3 separate regions of the Sus scrofa genome follow, and regions 2 and 3 are each linked to region 1. Evidence: chromatin contacts called from public Hi-C data. All regions are on one chromosome and are shown on one strand. The core of a region is the stretch at or near the end of the contact, and the rest is flanking DNA. Distances in the headings are between cores, read along the strand shown. Region 1 holds the start of RBFOX2 (RNA binding protein, fox-1 homolog (C. elegans) 2). Region 2 has its middle 68 kb from the start of SYN3. Region 3 has its middle 200 kb from the start of RBFOX2.

Evidence for each region. A called contact is a pair of places that touch in the nucleus more often than the background predicts.
Region 2: a contact with region 1 is called in a Hi-C map of skeletal muscle, with 2.2 times the contacts expected there. A contact is called at or near these places in 11 of 47 Hi-C or Micro-C datasets (embryonic fibroblasts, epiblast stem cells, heart right ventricle and 4 more) and 1 of 2 datasets of targeted methods (skeletal muscle).
Region 3: a contact with region 1 is called in a Hi-C map of skeletal muscle, with 4 times the contacts expected there. A contact is called at or near these places in 6 of 47 Hi-C or Micro-C datasets (embryonic fibroblasts, fetal heart ventricle, mesenchymal stem cells and 2 more) and 1 of 2 datasets of targeted methods (skeletal muscle).

Annotation. Positions count from the first base shown.
Region 1 is chr5:11,807,495-11,810,562 of Sscrofa11.1, forward strand. RBFOX2 (RNA binding protein, fox-1 homolog (C. elegans) 2) reads left to right here and starts at 1,656. Exons shown (of 13, transcript NM_001244837.1): 1 at 1,656-1,921. The coding sequence starts at 1,895.
Region 2 is chr5:11,947,867-11,951,055 of Sscrofa11.1, forward strand. No RefSeq gene overlaps it. Among named protein-coding and RNA genes, the nearest start is that of SYN3, 68 kb to the right of the region's middle.
Region 3 is chr5:11,603,352-11,606,254 of Sscrofa11.1, forward strand. No RefSeq gene overlaps it. Among named protein-coding and RNA genes, the nearest start is that of RBFOX2, 200 kb to the right of the region's middle.

The DNA.
Region 1 (3,068 bases), core at 406-2,905:
TCTGGTGGTTAAAGATCCCATCCTTTTGTACATATTTCTTTACACATTATGGATTATACTAAAAGTACACAGATAGCTGTAAAATGCCCAGAATAGTGCCTGACATATTATAGGTTCACAGTACCCAGGTTCTCCAGGTTCTCCAGATCATTTGGTAGTTGCTGTATTCTTTTCAAAATTATTAAAATGACTATTAATTCGAATGGGAGCATGATGATGTTATATTGGCACTGGGCCAACCAACATTATTATACCACACACTAAAAGCCAAACAGTCCTCATTGAGACAGCAAAAAAATGATGTCTTCTCAGTGTGATTTGTGATTTTTAATTTTGATTTTTTTATGTGTTTACTTTTTAAATAGGCATCTTAATCTAGAATTAATTTCTTTGCTCTTTGGGTACTCTACTAGGGATTATAACATAATAAATATAGCATAACTAAGAAATGTAATAAAACCTTCAGGATTTTATTTCTTAGAATACTAAAAAAAAATGAGAGCATCTTTATGTTTGAGAAGAACATCATAAACTCATCAAACATTCCCATAGGTTACTTTGTTTGAATATTTAATAACAGAAAATAGGGAGATTATGATGCTTATATTCAGAGGTTAAAGACTTTTCCAAGATCACTTATAAAGGGGAGAATTAGGACTTTGACCAGGACTTTTGGACTGAATCATACCTTTGATGCTTTTTTTCATTACGACTTTTTACTAAGAGAACTTAGAAGAAACTCTTATATTCAGTGAACATTCTCCCAAACCTTCTGCATCTAATAAGCACTCTAGAGTAACGGTCAGTAGTTACAGTAATGGCACAAATGTCATGGTATATATGTCAGTGTCTGTAAGAAAGGGTTTATGTTTTTCAGTAGCAGCTGAGATGCAGAAGGCTGGGGAACACAAAGGGCACATTCTGAGTTAACTACAGTTTTTAATAAAGCTGGAAGCCTTGAGCAGTCCAATTTGTATCCACCTTAAGTTTCTTAAGCAATCACCTTTTTCAGATCCCCCTGATTTTTTTTTACAGTAGAAAAAATAAGCTCTTAAATTACCTCCCTTCTTTTTCAGTCCTTTGCAGCCATTAGACTGGTTTAGGACAAGCAGGTTCTTGCATATTTCCATTCCTTGAAAACCTTCCAGTCACGGAGCAGCTTTTCTCATCTTTTATTAAATCCACTGCATCTGTAGACTGTACATCAGTGGAAATGTTTTTTTAAAAATAATTTCTCTTTCATTTATTTATTATCAGATATTCTTAGATGGAATATTTTAAATCTGTATTAACTGTGGTAAGCTGCCGTGAATACTTCCTGTGTATATAATTAATGCCACCATCGCAGATACTCACTCCTTAAAATATGCCTGCACATGGCGCCTGCCCTTCCCTCTCTCCCCCTCCTTCCCTCCTCCTCCCTCTCTCCTCCCTCTCTCTCTCTCTCTCTCTCTCACTCACACACACACACACACACACACACACACACCACGCACGCACGCGCAAAGCACACACCAAACTGCCATTCTCCAGCAGGCCTGTTTCTGGAGTTGGGAGATGTCAGCCTGCGGGGAGGGGGCGGGGGGAGGAGGAAGAGGTGGGGCTCTACTCTGATTAATTACCTTCGGCATTCAGGGGTGGGGCTTCCTTCAGCCATCTGCCTGAGATATGGGAGGGAGCTGGAGAAAGGAGGAGGGGGAGAGACTGCCAGAGAGGAAGAGAAAAGAAAGGAAGAAACACTAGAAAGAAAAAGGAAGGAAAACGGGATAGAGGGAGAGCAACCGCCCACCCTTAAAGAGCTAGGCTGGGGGGGGAGGGGGGAGGAAGGAGAGCCGTGGAAGGTGTGCCCCAGCACGACTGCTCTGAAGTGTTCATCTTCTGTGCCATTCGGTTTATGGAGAAGAAGAAAATGGTAACTCAGGTAAGATTTGTGTTTCCTCCTGTGTTTCTTTTCTTGTTTCTGAGATCTAAATAAAGATATGGGGGTGGGGCATAGTCACCAGAGTTTTAATTTATTAACCTTTTAGAAAGGGACAGAATTATTGCTAGCAGCTGAAAAGTGTTCGTCTGTGCCTGTCGTGAGTCGTGTGTGTGTGTGTGTTGTGTCCGTATCCTTTTTTCTCCCCCCCTCCCCAGCTCCGTAGCAGATTCCTGTTTCCTGTGCTGTGCAGCTGGAGCTCAGTTAAGACCCTGTGGGGATTGGTCTACCTCTTTGTCTTGGTTCTGAGGAGAGGGAGGGAGGGAGGGACCACAGAGGTAGGGAGAGATTCTTGTAGACTGCCAAAAAGAGGGCAAGGGAGCTCACTTCCTTTTAAGAATTGCAGAAGAATTTGCGTTAGAGGGAAATCTCATTCCGGATTCACTTCGGGTTCTCGGGATTGGCTGTGGAATTGTAGTTCTGCTCCCTTTGCTTTAAATGGCTTATTAAAAATGAAGGCTGGAAAAATGTTTCATTTTCGTGTCTTTGTTACTGGCAGAGGATGTTTTCAGTGAGAGCCGTAGCATCCAGGTGCAGCAGAGCCCTCCCTGGCAGAAGAACAAGTCTGAATGTATAAATGACAGTCCACGGGCATTAAAAGACATCTGAAGGAGAGGGAGTAGGAAATGAAAGCGCGCTCTCTCTCTGTCTGTCTCTGCCTGTCTTTGGCTATGCCAGGCAATAGCTGCATTTTAGCAAGTCATTCCTGACAGATGGAAAGGTGAATATTCTTCCCTGATTTCCCCCGGCAGTGCTCTTTTTCTTCTTGGCAACCTTCTGTATGTCCCTTTATGCTTTTTTCTTTATATGTGGGTTGAGAGACTGATTTATCAATGAGGATTATTTGCATTGTGGCACATTCATGTCATTTAAGCTCAGACTTAGGATCAGTTTCACTCCAGGCTTTTATGCTCTGTAGGGAAATTTCATCACTGGACAGTGGTTTTCCTTTTAAGGAGGTTGCCTTTTTTTTTTTTTTTTTTTTTTTTTTTTTTTTTTTAATATTCTCTTGTCTCGTTTCTTAAGTCACCACCGGAGGGCGAGAGAGTCAGCTGGCTATCTGGGTAGAGCATCATTTTAGGAGCTGGAA
Region 2 (3,189 bases), core at 240-2,739, 140 kb after region 1:
GACCTTATTCACCGATTACCTAACATAGTAAAAACTCTAAACATTTCAACTCAGATATTTGAAAAAAGGTGGCTTATTTATTACTGAGACCAATAGCCCGCATGTGCATGAAGTGTTTACTCAATCTTGTACCAGGCATAGCTTTAGGTATTTTACCTAGTTTAAATGTCACCCGAGGAGGTAGGTACTGTTACGAGTACCATGTAGCGGATGAAGAAACTGAGCCACAGAGAGGTTAAGTAACTTGCCTGAAGTCACCCAGCAAGCAAGCAATGAGACCAGAGTTCAAACTCAGTAGTCTGACTCCAGCATCTATCTCCGCCCCCTCTTTTTTAGGGCCACACCTGTGGCATATGGAAGTTCCTGGGCTAGCAGTCATATCAGAACAGCTGCCAGCCTATGCCACAGCCACAGCACGGCCAGATCCAAGCTGCATCCATGACCGACGCCACAGCTTTCAGCAATGCTGGATCCTTAACCCACTGAGCGAGGCCAGGTGGATACCAGTCGGATGCTTAACCCGCTGAGCCACAATGGGAACAGAATCTATTTCCTTGACGCCTGTGCTATATTACCTCTTGCTTGTAAGCCCCCTGCTCTGTGTGGGGGGGCAACTTAGATGAGCCAATTAATGGGATCGCAATATTTTCTCGTGCTTGTACCTCTGGTTACACACACACACACACACACACACACACACTTTGCCCTTACCGCTGTGCTTTCTCCTCTCCAGGATGGTACCCAGGTACAAGGGAGGAGAGAGGAGACAGGAGATGTGCCCCTGGATAGGACCAGCTGAAAAATATATTATTTAATAATTTTACAGGGAGTTCCCATCATGGTGCAGCAGAAATGAATTTGGCTAACATCCATGAGGATGCAGGTTTGATCCCTGGCGTCGCTCAGTGGGTTAAGGATCCAGCGTTGCCATGAGCTGTGGTGTAGGTCACAGACGCGCCTCGGCTCTAGCATTGCTGTGGCTGTGATGTAGGCGGGCGGCCACACCGCTGATTCGACCCCCAGCCTGGGAACCTCCATATGCCGAGGGTGCGGCCCTAAAAGACAAAAAACATTTTTTTCCGACCATTATGCAGTTTACAGCTACAACTGTGAATCTTGCTACATAGGCCGACCAAGCGAGTCTAGAAGCTGGTCTTGTTGGTGAGGCAGGCCTCTGTGAAGGAGAGACTGGCACGATGAAGGGAAAACCACTCCAGGCCAAGGTGGTCCGAGAGAGGCCGACCCGGGAGTGGGACCAAACTGCGCCCACCGGCTCCTACTACCAAAGTCAGAGACCCAGAGGTGCCGCCCCAACAGCCCAAGTGGTTCTGGGACAGGACGGAGCACCTGCTCTAACTCGGAGCTCCCCCAACCCTAAGACTCCCCAGAGAAGCAAACCCTGGCTGCCCCACGAGCCGGCACAACTGTTTGCCTTGGCTTCTCTGGGCTGGGCTATGGTGACTAATTTTAACTGACCCTGCTGATTCATCGGGGACGGCGGAGCACCCCTCCCCCACCCCACCCACCGCGCCCCAAGCCACAACCACAGGGCCTGCTGAAGCGCGGCCAAAATTCTTCAAGTTCAAAGTCATTCCCGATCCAAGCTCCAAGCCCACATTCCAACCACAACCATGACCAATCCCTTGCACAGAATTTCTGACCCGGCTAAACGGATCTTCTCAGGGTTTCCTGACTATTCACAAGCATTCCTGCTTCCCTCTCTCTCTGACCACCCTCCAGCTCTCTATTCAGATGTCGCCTTTTCTTTTTTCTTTTCTTTTTGGCTTCTTCCTTGGCATGCAGAAGTTCCTGGGCCAGGGATCATCAAACTGGCACCACAGCAGTGACCCGAGCTGCTGCAGTGACAAGGCTGGGTCCTTAACCCACTGCACCACAAGGGAACTCCCTGCCTTTCTCATCATCACAGAGGGTGCTAGCCCTCGCCCCTGCCCCTCTCCCCATCACCCAAGTATTTTATCAGTGGTCATAAATCTTACCTGGAGGAGGGTGATCCAAACAACTTTAACAAATCCAGAGCATCTCTGGATCTGGCAGGTATTACAGCATGACTTATAGGAATATTTCATTCCCAGTTCCTCTTCCTCATCTCTCCACTAAATTATAAACCATTTTATCACCTCGGGCCATGAGTGTGGCCGACACAATACTGTGTGTCCCCCAAGCCCACTTCACTTCCCCCAGGTCTATGGAGATTTCATTCCCGCCTCGTGGCGGTGACCTGGCTATGGGATATGGCTGGAAAGGATGAGTCTCCCTCTCAGATACAGTCTTCTGCTGTTTACTTGCTGGATATGGAGGGATCAGTGGTCTCTGAAGTCCTTGGAGATGGAGGCTGGGTCCCTGAATCACTGTGTGGAGCAGAGTCCTCCCCCCAACTTGTACTGGATAGTGAGGTGAAGGAGAACTAGACCCATGCAGCCACCATGAAGACCTAATAAGGGAGTGCCCATCATGGCTCAGCAGAAAGGAATCTGACTAGTTTCCTTGAGGACACGGGTTCAATCCCTGGCCTCACTTAGTAGGTTAAGGATATGGCATTGCCATGAGCTATGGTGTAGGTTCTAGACGTGGCTCAGATCTGGTGTTGCTGTGGCTATGGCATTGGCCAGGGGCTACAGCTCCAACTCCAACTCAACCCCTAGCCTGGACACATCGATATGCAGTGGTGTGGCCATAAAAAGACAAAAAAAAAAAAAAAAAAAAAAGATCTAGTAAGCCACCGAGAGTTGGGGGCTGTTTGTTACAGCAGCTAGTGCTGTAATATACAAATGTACCCATATTTGTGGTTCAGCCCTCACCCAGGCCTGGTGCATAAGAAGTCTTGAACATTTGTCTTCACTTCCCACCTGGCTTCTCTCCCATCCCATCCTCCATAGGCAGACCTGACCCTGTCACTCCCCTCTCCATAATCTCTCAGGGCCCCCATCACCCTTGGAAGACTCCTTCTCCAGCTCCTCTTCCCTTCCCAATCTTAAATGTTGGGGGTGTTCCTTGGGGTCCTTCTCTTCTCTGCTCCCCTCTGGGGCTCTCTGCTACTTCCACGACACTGACAGCTCAGCCCTGGCCCTCTGTTTGATGGGGCAAACTGAGCGCTTGGGACAAAGCTCCAAATGGCTAGATAAATCCAGGGTGTTCTGTGCTGCAGCTCCAGGAGGGGGTGGTTGTGAG
Region 3 (2,903 bases), core at 115-2,614, 200 kb before region 1:
GCATGTCCTAGGGAGGGGTGTGATCACCCATCCTCACAGGCCTCTACGTGGTCTTTGTTCACTGCATCATTCGGGATTCAACAGGGGAAACATGACCAGTAGGATATTGAGAGATGTATTGCAAGGAATTGATTTATGCAGTTGTGGGAGCTGGTAGGCATGCCCAGAATCTCTAGGGCAGGTTGTCAGGAAGGCAGGGACTCTCAAACATGAGCTGCAACTGCGGTCCATGGGTGGAATTTCTTCTTCAACGAAGCTTCAGTTCTGCTCTCAAAGCCTTCCCAGGAGTTCCCATTGTGGCTCAGCGGGTTAAGAACCTGACTAGTACCCATGAGGATTCGGGTTCCGTCCCTGGCCTCCCTCAGTGGGTTAAGGATCCTGTGTTGCTGCAAGCTGTGGCACAGGTCACAAACACGAGTGGATGTGGCAGTTGCTGTGGCTGTGGCCTAGGCCTCAGATGCAGCGCTGATTCCAACCCTAGCCTGGGAGCTTCCATATGCCACAGATATGGCCCTTCAAAGGAAAAGACGAAAAGTAAACTGATTGTAGATTAATCATTATCTATGAAATACTTCACACCAACACCTAGTGTTTGATCAACTGAGCCCATAGCCTCCCCTGAGACATAAATCGGACCACAACGGTCATCATTTCAACCTGTGTTCCTCCCGGCCAGCCTCCGGGGGGTGGGGGCCTCAGGCCAGAGGGCCTCCTCACAACCAGCTCCCGGTGAGGAAGAGCGGGCCTGCAGGGCCACCTCGCCTGGACTTGAACCCTGCTCTGCCCTCAGTAGCTGTGGGACATCGGGCAATCACTTAACCTCCCCAAGCCTGACTGTGAAATGGGGCTGATAGCAGTATCTGCCTCATACCGTTGCTGTGCGGATCAAAGGCGCAGGCATATGTGAAAAGTGCTTATAACAGTGGCCCACAGGGAACGGTCAGTAAATAGTCTCTCCTCCTGCTCCCTCCCCGTGCTGGATGCTGGAACTCTGGGGTCTCAGATCTCCAGCTTTCAGAGGGAGCTGTAGATTTCCCTGCCCTGAGCGCCTGGAGAAGGAGACAGTGAAGCACATGGGCCGCTCACCCTCAAACCCTTCCTGGCAGCATCCCCCCCCCCCCCCCGCCCGCGCCGCGCCCCATCCCACCTCGGAAGAAATAGGGGAAACGGATAGGAAACAACCTTTCGGATCCCTGGCCGCTTTACTATGGTTCAGAGGGTAACACAAAGGGAAGCCGTTTCCTCTCCCTCTCATTCAAAAGGTACCGTTTGGACGGGCTTTCCGGGGCTCCCGCGCCTCCTAAGCAGAGCGGAGCCCCAGCACCTCTTTACGCAGCGGGAGGGAGCCGGCAGCCGACGGCCTCTAGGGGGCGCTCCGCCCGCAGGCAGCGCGCGGGCCGCGACTCCAGCATGTGTCCGCACCCCTGCGCGTTCTTGGAAAATGCAAGGAAAACGCGGCGCTCCCAGTAATGAAATGGGTAGGGACCTCCAGAGCTTGCGATTCGGGGTAATACTGCGGTCGCGGTTTCATTTGCATGGACAGCCGAGGGGACGCCGGTCACGTGACCGTCTCGTTTCCTAGCCCGGCTGGGAGTTCTTTGGAGCCAGGCTTGTTCGACCTCTGCCCGCCTCACTTTAGTCCCAGAATAAAAAGGTCTTTAGATTGATCGTGCCTCTCTCCCTTTTTCCTGATGTAGCTTCTTTTGGCCTCTGCAGACCACTCTGTGATGTCTGACTGGAAGGCAGCCCTTGTGAGTCCCCAGGGTCTGATGTTTTCAAGGACTCTGTGGTTAAATCACCCGGGGATCACCAGGCCTTGCCTCTCCGTTAATGAGGCTTAATTTGAGCCGCAGTGACTGACACTGGCCAGGGCAGACTGGAGGGATAGCAGAAGATCGGGATAAAAAAACCAACACCTCTTAGGATTTTGTTAAAAATATTTTCCCCTTTACCAACTCCCCAGCCAGGGCTTTTGGACCAAACTGGTGTCCTCAGATTCCAGCTCTGCCTGGAAGGTCAACAGACAGCCCCTGGTCCCCTGACCCTATGGGCCTTTCAGTGAGTTCATCAGAAACTGCATGCACCTCGGGCCCCAAAGGCCCCCACCATGCATGAAGACAGGGAGGCTGGGGTCAGGGAAGGAGCCTAAGTTTTAGAAACAAGCAAACCTGAGACCAGGGCACCGATCTTGTTTCTGTTTATACACAGGACCCTGGTTAGTTCTTAAGTTCTGTGAGCCTTGGTTTTCCCAACTGTAAAATAAGCAGGTCTGGGGTAGCGGAAATCGGGTCTATTTTGGGGCACATTAAGCTTGATGCCCACTTGACCATCAGCCAAGACTAAAAAGAATACAGATGAAAGTGATGCTTGCTGAGGTAGGAATAATGGTAGGGCAGGGGTGGATAATCAGCACATCCTGACATTTCTACTTCTGGAATATTCCTTCTCCAAATCCTTTCCTCTCCCATCCCGGTTGCTACACTCATTATTCTCTCCTCATCACGTTTCATTCCCTGGCTGGAGTACCTGCCTGCAACCTGGTTCCACTTTCACCTGGCTTCCACATTGCTTCTAGAAGGATCTTTTGAGAACAAAATCTCTTCTCTTGTTCCAATTTGCTGCTGACTGCTCTTTGCTTGCATTAATCAAATGTTTCGTCCTTAGATTCTCTTTGCAATCTTTTTTTTTTTTTTTGTCTTTTTGTCTTTTTGTCTTTTTTAGGGCCGCACCCACGGCATATGGATGTTCCCAGGCTAGGGGTCCAATTGGAGCTGTAGCCGCCAGCCTACACCAGAGCCACAGCAATGCGGGATCTGAGCCACATCTTGGACCTGAATGGTTACTGTATTAGATATTAAAAGTGGAATTCCCTTGTGGCTCAGTGGGTTAAGGATCCAGTATTG